Linked DNA regions of Gossypium hirsutum: all the other regions are linked to region 3. The links are chromatin contacts, called in public Hi-C maps. All regions are on one chromosome and are shown on one strand. The core of a region is the stretch at or near the end of the contact, and the rest is flanking DNA. Distances in the headings are between cores, read along the strand shown. Region 1 holds the start of LOC107951094 (pyrophosphate--fructose 6-phosphate 1-phosphotransferase subunit alpha). Region 2 holds the start of LOC107951345 (biotin carboxylase 1, chloroplastic). Region 3 holds the start of LOC107951287 (phosphatidylinositol-3-phosphatase SAC1).

The links. A called contact is a pair of places that touch in the nucleus more often than the background predicts.
Region 1: a contact with region 3 is called in a Hi-C map of leaf, with 2.4 times the contacts expected there. The contact joins the promoter of LOC107951094 here to the promoter of LOC107951287 in region 3. A contact is called at or near these places in 6 of 34 Hi-C or Micro-C datasets (hypocotyl and leaf).
Region 2: a Hi-C map of leaf shows a contact between it and region 3, with 2.1 times the contacts expected there. The contact joins the promoter of LOC107951345 here to the promoter of LOC107951287 in region 3. A contact is called at or near these places in 5 of 34 Hi-C or Micro-C datasets (callus, hypocotyl, leaf and 1 more).

The regions. Positions count from the first base shown.
Region 1 is chrA02:34,933,576-34,936,359 of Gossypium_hirsutum_v2.1, reverse strand. LOC107951094 (pyrophosphate--fructose 6-phosphate 1-phosphotransferase subunit alpha) reads left to right here and starts at 1,437. Exons shown (of 18, transcript XM_016886012.2): 1 at 1,437-1,907; 2 at 2,261-2,433; 3 at 2,633-2,745. The coding sequence starts at 1,818.
Region 2 is chrA02:35,533,429-35,536,573 of Gossypium_hirsutum_v2.1, reverse strand. It overlaps LOC107951345 (biotin carboxylase 1, chloroplastic), which reads right to left and starts at 1,263. Exons shown (of 17, transcript XM_016886357.2): 1 at 903-1,263; 2 at 710-779; 3 at 1-184. The coding sequence starts at 760.
Region 3 is chrA02:35,210,185-35,213,117 of Gossypium_hirsutum_v2.1, reverse strand. LOC107951287 (phosphatidylinositol-3-phosphatase SAC1) reads right to left here and starts at 1,644. Exons shown (of 16, transcript XM_016886282.2): 1 at 1,332-1,644; 2 at 661-865; 3 at 402-567. The coding sequence starts at 1,460.

The DNA of each region.
Region 1 (2,784 bases), core at 188-2,687, 280 kb after region 3:
TACATGTATAGGAGCTGATTGGTCAAATTGAGGTGTGAATGGCTTAGATGCTGCCTTGGGAATACGATCGGCCAAGCTTGTGCTTTAAGTTGCTGGACACCTTTTGGCCAAATAGGTGCCTTGGGGAGCCAAATGGATCAGCCACCATTCATTGAAAGAGGCCTTACATGCACCGTCCCATACATTGAACCTATCATGCATGAACCTTGTTTAATTACTCTCCAAATTCAACTCACCTACAAAAACACATGAACCAAAATTAAATCACATAAAATTCAGCTGAACAAACATTAATATAATTTAGACACACTAATTAAACATAAATTAAATTAGACAAATTTAATAAAGTCTTAACAAGACATTAAATTCGGCCAAGACACATTTAAAACATGTAATAAGTCAAAACATAATTATGAGCTGTAGTAATTTAAGCTAAATTAATAAATTACTTAATTTATTCAGACATTAAAATAAATGAGTTGAAATAAACTTAAGCCAAGCTCAAACGAGCTAAAGTAAGCTAAATTGAGCTCAAACGAGCTAAATTAAGCTCATGTGAGCTAAATCGAGCTGGGAAAAACTAAGATTGAGCTTGTTGAGCTGAGATTGAGCTTCATCTTGCACTTGGGGCCCTCGTGTTTAGGCCAATCATGATAGCAACGAGTGGTGCCACAACATGATGCGATTGAGATCACATCATTAGTTCTAAACTATACATTTTATTGCTTATTTTATATTATTTTTAAAGACACATTTGTAATATAAATTTGTGATTTCCATACATGTGTGCAGTGGCGGAGCTAATGGGGGCTGGCAGGGGCCCTGGCCCCCTAAAATGAAAAATTTTCATTTAGGCCATTTATAATTTATAAAATTCTAAATTAGTAATGGTAAAATTGTACTTCAGCCCCCTAAAATGATAAAAAAGTGATTTAATCCTTTAAAAATTATAAAGATATAGACTATCAAAATGGTGAAATTGCATTTTTACTATCATAAAAATATACAATTTAATTCTGCCGCCAAAAAATTTTCTAGCTCCACCACTGCTTGTGTGATAGGATTTCTAATATTAATAATGTTGTTGATTGAAATGATGTCACAAATTAACTCGACACCAACTTAGGATTGATGACAATATCATGATAAATAATTGCATTCATTTAGTAATATTAATATGATATATTCAAGTGTTTAAATTTGATTTTATAATTTAATCTAAAATTTTAATATAATACATATTCCATGTGTTATTATTGATAATTAATTCAAATAATATATTTCAATATTTATTACGTGTTATTTTTTTAAAAATTAATATTTTAAATATATTATTTCCACCCTTACATATTTAATAAAATTTTTAATTTTAATTTGGTGTGATCTAATATATTTTTATCAAAACCAGAGTATCCACCTCTGGGATCTAATATTCAGATATTCACTATGTAATTTGTAAACGGGGAATGAGAAGGGGTGGCAGTAGCGTAATAATAGAAAATGGAAGGGTGTATATTTTGAAAGGAAAGACGCAGGGCAAAAGAAAAAAGGTAAAAAATTTGGTTCGGTTGTATCGCCCATAGGAGCAGTATTACGACTCAGCAGTCCGAGAGTGAGATATAAAAAGCACATCACTTCCACTACAGACTACTCCCCATACCAAACACCCCGCCGCAGCAACCATCTACCATCCATCTTCTCATTCTACTCTTTACCTACCAAGATCAAGAAACCTCAACAATCAACAACTACCAACTAGATTTGGATTAAGTCACCCAAAACCAATCAACCAACCAAGCAACCGAGAAGCAAAAAGAATGGATTCTGATTATGGCATTCCCAGAGAACTTTCTGATCTTCAGAAACTCCGATCTCAATACCAACCACAGCTCCCTCCTTGCCTCGAGGTCGCTCCCTTCTTTCTCTTCACTTTCTGCATCTGAATCTCATGTTTTCTTTTTCTTTTTCTTTTTAATTTGTAATCGTTCATCTCAAGATTTTCGCGTTTGCTTATTTTTTTAAAATTAAGTTTCTATTTTTGGCTTTTCTTAGATCTATTCAATTTAATCTCTGCTTTCACACGATTATTGCTATTGCTTAATGCTAATCACGATTCATACATCTCTTCTGATTTTTATGATCTTTTGCTTCTGCATGTACGGTGTTTAGATTTGACCTGCTGTTACGCGGCTGTAGACTACACTAGATACTTGATTGCGGGCATTTTTCTTATTAACAATTAGTTTTCACGTTTCTTCAGGGAACTACTGTCAGGGTTGAGTTTGGTGATACCACTACATCTTTAGACCCGGCTGATGCTCATACCATAGCCCGAGCTTTTCCTCACACTTATGGCAAGCCCTTGGCTCACTTTCTCAGGGCAACTGCCAAAGTACCTGATGCTCAGATTATAACTGAGCATCCAGCTATTAGGTGCTTGTTATATCACACTTCATGATATTGTTTCTTTACTTTTTTCTTTTGGTTCATTTTCATCGCAATAATTCTCCATCCTTTAACCTTTCTGTGGAATTATTGGCATTTATTCATGGTCGTATGCTTCTGTATGTATGTATTTATGTATGCAAGTGTATTTTTATTTGTCTAATGACCAGATCTTCTCGAATAACAGGGTTGGACTTGTCTTTTGTGGGAGACAATCCCCTGGTGGCCATAACGTCGTATGGGGCCTCCACAAAGCTCTCAAAATCCACAACCCTAATAGCACTTTGCTGGGCTTTTTGGGTAAGCAGCGCTCAGTTTAAATGGTGTTATACAGTCAAT
Region 2 (3,145 bases), core at 14-2,513, 320 kb before region 3:
CTCCTCTATTTGCCACCAAAATTTTCTCAGCACGGCATTTAGCACCAAGAGCTACTCCACACCTGCTAGATTTACATTTAACTTGGGTTGACTGAGCTTTCTGCCTAGGAAAGTTGATCCTGCTTCCCACCATAAAGGTACACTGGGAACTCCTAATAACTCTACTTCTCCCCAAGAATAAGCCCTTCAATAGGAGAATCCATGATATTAGCTATATATCATAATAAAGTAACTCGTAACTTTGATTAACGATATGTTTAAAGTTTATCCCTCTATTAGAGGCATCGTAGAGATGTCTGCAATCGATCAAATAGCTCTTAGGATTTAATGCATGTGATTGATAAGTTTCATTAGCACTTTGTGGAAAATCATTAGATATGAATACGTTAGATACTTGCGATTCGATAGCGAGTGTAAAATAGCATCTCCCCAAAAGAGCATGCTCTTTTTTACCACCAGATAAAGAAAATATGTTGTTGGGAGCAAAGGGATTGAGGAATTACCCATACGTAAAATCACAATAAGCATTTAACGGGGCATCGGAGCTTTGGAAGATTTCGTCCTAGGAAACTAGAAAACATCGGAGCATTGCCGGAATTCAATCTAGGAATCTATACCCAATTTCTAAAACTGTATAGAAGAAAGAATCTAGCATCCAGCAGAAGGAACAAAGAAAAAATTATGATGCGAAAAGAGAAGGGAGACTTACAGGAGGTGATGTGACCGATTTGCACATAGTCAGTGAAGCATCCATTGCCATTGAGAAAAACAGAAAATGCCTACAATAGCAAATACCCATTTAAGCCAAAGCTTCAGTGCTACCTGTCTAAGCATAAATAAATAAATAAATAAAAACCAGATAGATCTAATGAAACACAATTTAAAGAAAGAAAGAAAGATACCAAGCTTGACGTGAACAAGAATCAGAGCAATGTAGTGAGACAGGGAGATGGGGAAATAGAGAGAAGAGAGAGATATAGAGAAGTTGTCGATGGAAACGAGGCAAGTGATTTATTGAATGCTCCGCCTAAATGGTTGGGGTTGTCACTCATCAGGCATATAAGCCCGGCTCCATCTATTAGCAGTCATAGACCTTTCCCTATGGTTCTATCTCTACTGTTGGGTCCATTCCTCCAATGTTTTCATTCCACGTTTGTATCTCACAATTGTCAGCACCCACTTAGCACTATTTCGATTAGGGCCGGAAAAAGGAAAAACAGCTCGACTCATGCCCATAACAAGTTTTTTTCTTTTTCTTTTTTTCTTTTACTTTTGAAAATCGTCGGGCAGGTTGGACCTTTTTATTAAGATTTACGGGTCAGGGTCATAGTTGGCTTTACTTAAATTTGTCTCAGCTGTCGCTATATTTATTAAAAGTTTTGTATTTAAAAATTTTTATTTAAGTAATTAAATTATTAAAATTAATGATACATTACTTTATTTGTTTGTAATGTTTATATTAATATTTTTTTATTTAAATATTTTCATGAAATAGATTTGAATGATACAAATTTGTAAATTAAAATTCAAAATGTTTTTTCTCTAATCTCCACCACTGACCATCAAATCAACTTGGATCTAAAATATGTTCTACTCGTTAAAGAGTACCGATTCACCATGTCGATCATTGAATCGTTGTTTGAAGCTCGCTAGTGGAACTTTAAAAAAAATTAATAATCTAATGACTTAAATAAAAACTTTTGAATAATTTAACGACTTAATTCAAACATTTGAATAGTTTAGTGACCAAATTGTAAATTTGTTTAGTTAAGTGACCAAAACGAAAACTTATCCATAATTTGTGACTAATAATATAATTCACCCTTTATTAAAATATTCTTATATTAATTTTATAATAATTTATATTATAATTTTATAAATATATTCATATCTTTCATATGATTTTTATAAAATTTTAAATATATTATATATTCCATTTAACTTTCTAAAAATTAGAATTAATTCTTTTCTTTATTCTACCAAAAAAAAAGCCATGAATAGTTAATTACTCAAGTCTGCTCTCAAAGTAGCACAATTTCATCTAGCAATGTCTAGGGTTTTACGATTGGGTTTCTACTCGTGATAATATTTCTTTCGGCGAACAAGGAAGTTTTCTATAAAAAAGAAGATACTTTGAGTAGCGGTTATAAAAACTGATTTTGTTAAGATCAAAATCTCGATTATAAATGGGAATAGCTGAAATTGCTGAAGCACGGTAGATATGTCACAAATGGAGAATGAGTTGGCAAATTTAAGCCTTGACAAGGAAAAGGATGAAGGCATGCAATTTGCAACGGAGGCTAGACCACAAAGATTGTTATACGAATTGTGCTTAGTTGCATTCTACCTCGTAACGAGTGTGGTTCACTTTCCTACAATGAAGAATACGATGGCTAATTTATGGCACTTGTTGGGGGGAATTCAGATATCTGACCTAGGTGAGAAACATTATGTTTTCTGATTCTTTTATGAGGTAGATATGGAACGGATGATGAGTGGAACGCCATAGCCTTTCAATAACCATCTCCTTTTGCTTCATAGACTAAAAGATGGCAAAGATCCGAATTTAGTATCGTTGGTGTATGCTGATTTCTGGGTGCAAGTTCATGATTTTCGACTGGGTTCCTTTTCTGATTATGTGATGCAATAATTCGGGATTTTGCTAGTAAATTTCTAGAACACGATACAAAGTAGCTTAATCAAGGATTTAGAAACTTTGTATGCATCATGGTTCAAATAGATATTAGAAAGCTCTTGAAGAGGAAGAAAAAAAATTTTGATTTTCCAGTCAGATTCGATTTATATGAAATTCTGATATGAAAAACTATCCTTATTTTGCTTTCTTTATGGATGTTTGGGGCATGGAGACAGATTTTGCCGAAAAAGGATTAATCTAGGGTTGAAAGAAGTGGAATATGGATAGGATGTATTATTAAGGGCACAACCAAGAAGAGCAAGCGTCATGCTAAACATATGGTTGAAGGAAGACAATATGGGGAGAAATTATGAGAAAGAAGCTGGCAAACAAGAAGTTGGGAATAACAGCAGAGGGATGAGTAGTTTCGATACACGACATAACTTGGAGTTTATTAACCATACTTTAGGGTTTAATTTGGAGGGTAAGGGGAGGCAAGACATAAGAAAA
Region 3 (2,933 bases), core at 395-2,894:
GTGAGAGCAGATAGAGGATTTCCCGATTCTACTCTCATCACTTCTCCGTTGACCCACTTAGGTAACAAAAATAATTCATTATCTCCATAAAGTAATCATTATGAAACCAAGAAACTATAAATGCTACCTAGCAACCTACTAATAGTAAAAAAAAAAACACTTCTAATGGTACGTTTCAGTGTCAATACATAGATTAGTCTTCCAATTGCATCCATATTCTACAAAAATATTTCTAGGAATGCAAGAGAGATAAATGAATAAAATGGATGCAGGTAATGTCAAAAAGATATAGAAATTCTAGTTTCAAACTGAATTAAAAAAAAAAAAAGAAATAAATAAGATCCAGAGGTTTTCACCAAATCCTAAAACTAATTATGAAGCTTGCAAAGTAAAGGAGATACCTCAGCTCAGTTTTAGAATGCGCTATGTCGGATTGAACAGAAACATGAGGAACTGTGATCAACTGACTCTCATCTATGCTATATATTGCATGACCACATATACTACCAATTTGCTGTCGCTTTGTAACCAGAATCAAGTAGTATGATTCCAAAAACTTGATGCAACCTAAAAAGATTCCGACACGTAGTACTGAGTTTAATAGAAACAATTCCTTCAATACCTCAAAAACAAAACAAGAGAGAGTAAATTGTCACTAACCCACAATCCCGAAAACTTTTGCCACAAAGTTTAAGCCCCCAGTGGCACGATTTCCTTCGGCAATCCGCTGAAGCAAGTTTTTGATCTCTTGTGGTGAATAAACCACTGGGTCTTCACTGATATTAAGATCAGATCGTTCAGATCTATCAATTTTCAAGACCCGAAAGAATTTCTTGTTCCTATCACTCCCAATTAAATAATACCTCTGTTTAAAGAAACCAGAAAAAAAAAACTCAATCCTGAACAAAACAAGATTAAAATCATACATAAAAGTAATCTAACTACCCAGATTGCAATTTTCAGAGCGACCAAACAGCAGCCTCAAGATTCCTTGATAATCAATTTTAGTCGCTTCAGATTTAAGAGAAATTCTTTACTTCTTTCACTTTTTTTTTAATATTGTGATTTTAGTTTCTTCTGCTCGAAATTTCTCCTTTTTTCTCCCGCAGTAAGCAGAAAACTTGAGAATCGAATACAAAACCCTAATTTCCACTTTTTTCCATCTTTTTATCTTAAAAGGATACCAATTCAAGAACAATTACACAGCAACTAACCTTATGCAAAAATGAACAAAAAATAATAATTTAGAGCATTCTCTTCCTTGTTGCTAAAATTAAGAGAACTGTATGATTTTGCCATGAGAACAAACACAGAAAAGAAAGGACTGTTACCGCTCGGGTTTCGTAAAGCCGGAACTTTTCAAGAGAATAGGAATTGGGATCGGCCTCCGGATCAATGGAAGGATGGATCTTAGCGTATGGAAGAGACAAATTGGTTTTCAAATTCTCCAATTTTGCCATTTTGGTGGTAAAATTTTGGGACTCAATTCAATTTATGCGTTATGTCTTGGACATTTGGTTTTGGTTTTCTAGTTAGTTTTCTTTGACGATTAAAACATTTTTGGATTTCTGGGACTCTTAACTGAGTTGGCTTTGGCTATATAGTCTTTGCCTATTCGATTCCTAACCCACTGTGTTGGCGCCGGCCGCGTGGTGTCATTGAAGTAACTTACAAATATAGAGTAAATTATACAGAGAGTCTTTTAACTATTATTAAATTTTCTTTTGTTATAAAATAATTATTTAACTATTCGATTATGTTATTTTTAATTATCTACAGTTAAATAATTAATGGAAATATAACTTGTTATCTTTTATTTGTATGCATATAATAGCTTTTTTATTTACGATGCATATATTAATTGTATGCAATAATTAAATTATATTTGATTATTTCTTATAAATTTTCGTAAATTTTTTAACGTGTTATTAATAATATGGTTATGAAACTAAAATATAATAATATCTAAGTTTAATTTTAAAAATAAGATAATTAATATTAGACTAAATTTAAATAAAAATATTTTTAAAAATATTTTTAAAATATAAATATTATAATAATAGATTAGGTGTTTAAATACACAAAGAAAACAAAAAAAAAGGGGGGGAAAGAGAGTACTTATTTTATATCAAAAGCTCTAATAATCTCAATAGGATTAAGCCTCACATTTATACAAGAGAATAGCTAATGAACCAACCAAGAAACTCAGTCTAACAATCATCCTAACCGATTCTTAGCCGATAAATTAACTGAAATTGAAACAGATTACATTGAACTAACTGACTTAACTAATAGCAACTGCTAACAGAATTACCTAATTTACCTAACTAGCAACTACAACATTTACTGGTCCTCCTAGTGACTTCTTCTTCTTCTTGTTTTTGTTTATACTTGCTAACAACACCAAAGCTAAACCTAAACTTGTTGAAAAAAGGTGCGAATAAAGGTTTGGTAAGCTCATCTCCAATCTGATCCTGTATTGGAACATGATCAACCATCAATTTGCTTGTTTTCACTTTCTCTTTAACAAAGAATAAGTCCAATTCTACATATTTGAACTTGGAATGCATTACTGGATTGGCTAAAACAACCACTGCACTTGAATTATCACACCCACAACAGTTTGGCCTTTAATTCTAACCTTTAACTCAACCAACGATGATTCCAACCAGATAATCTCAGCAGTAGCATAAGTTAAACCCCTATACTCAGCCTCTCAGTGGAACGAGATGTAACACCCTTTACCCGTATTCAACGCTGAAAGAGGGTACGAGGCATTACCGGACTTATCACATTAACAAACATACAATTTTGGGTTATAAATTTTGCACCCAAATTAGAACCATTAATATTCAATCACAATGTGTAACAACCCCTAACCCATATCCGTAGCCGGAATAGGGTTACGGAGCATTACCTGATATTTGGAATCA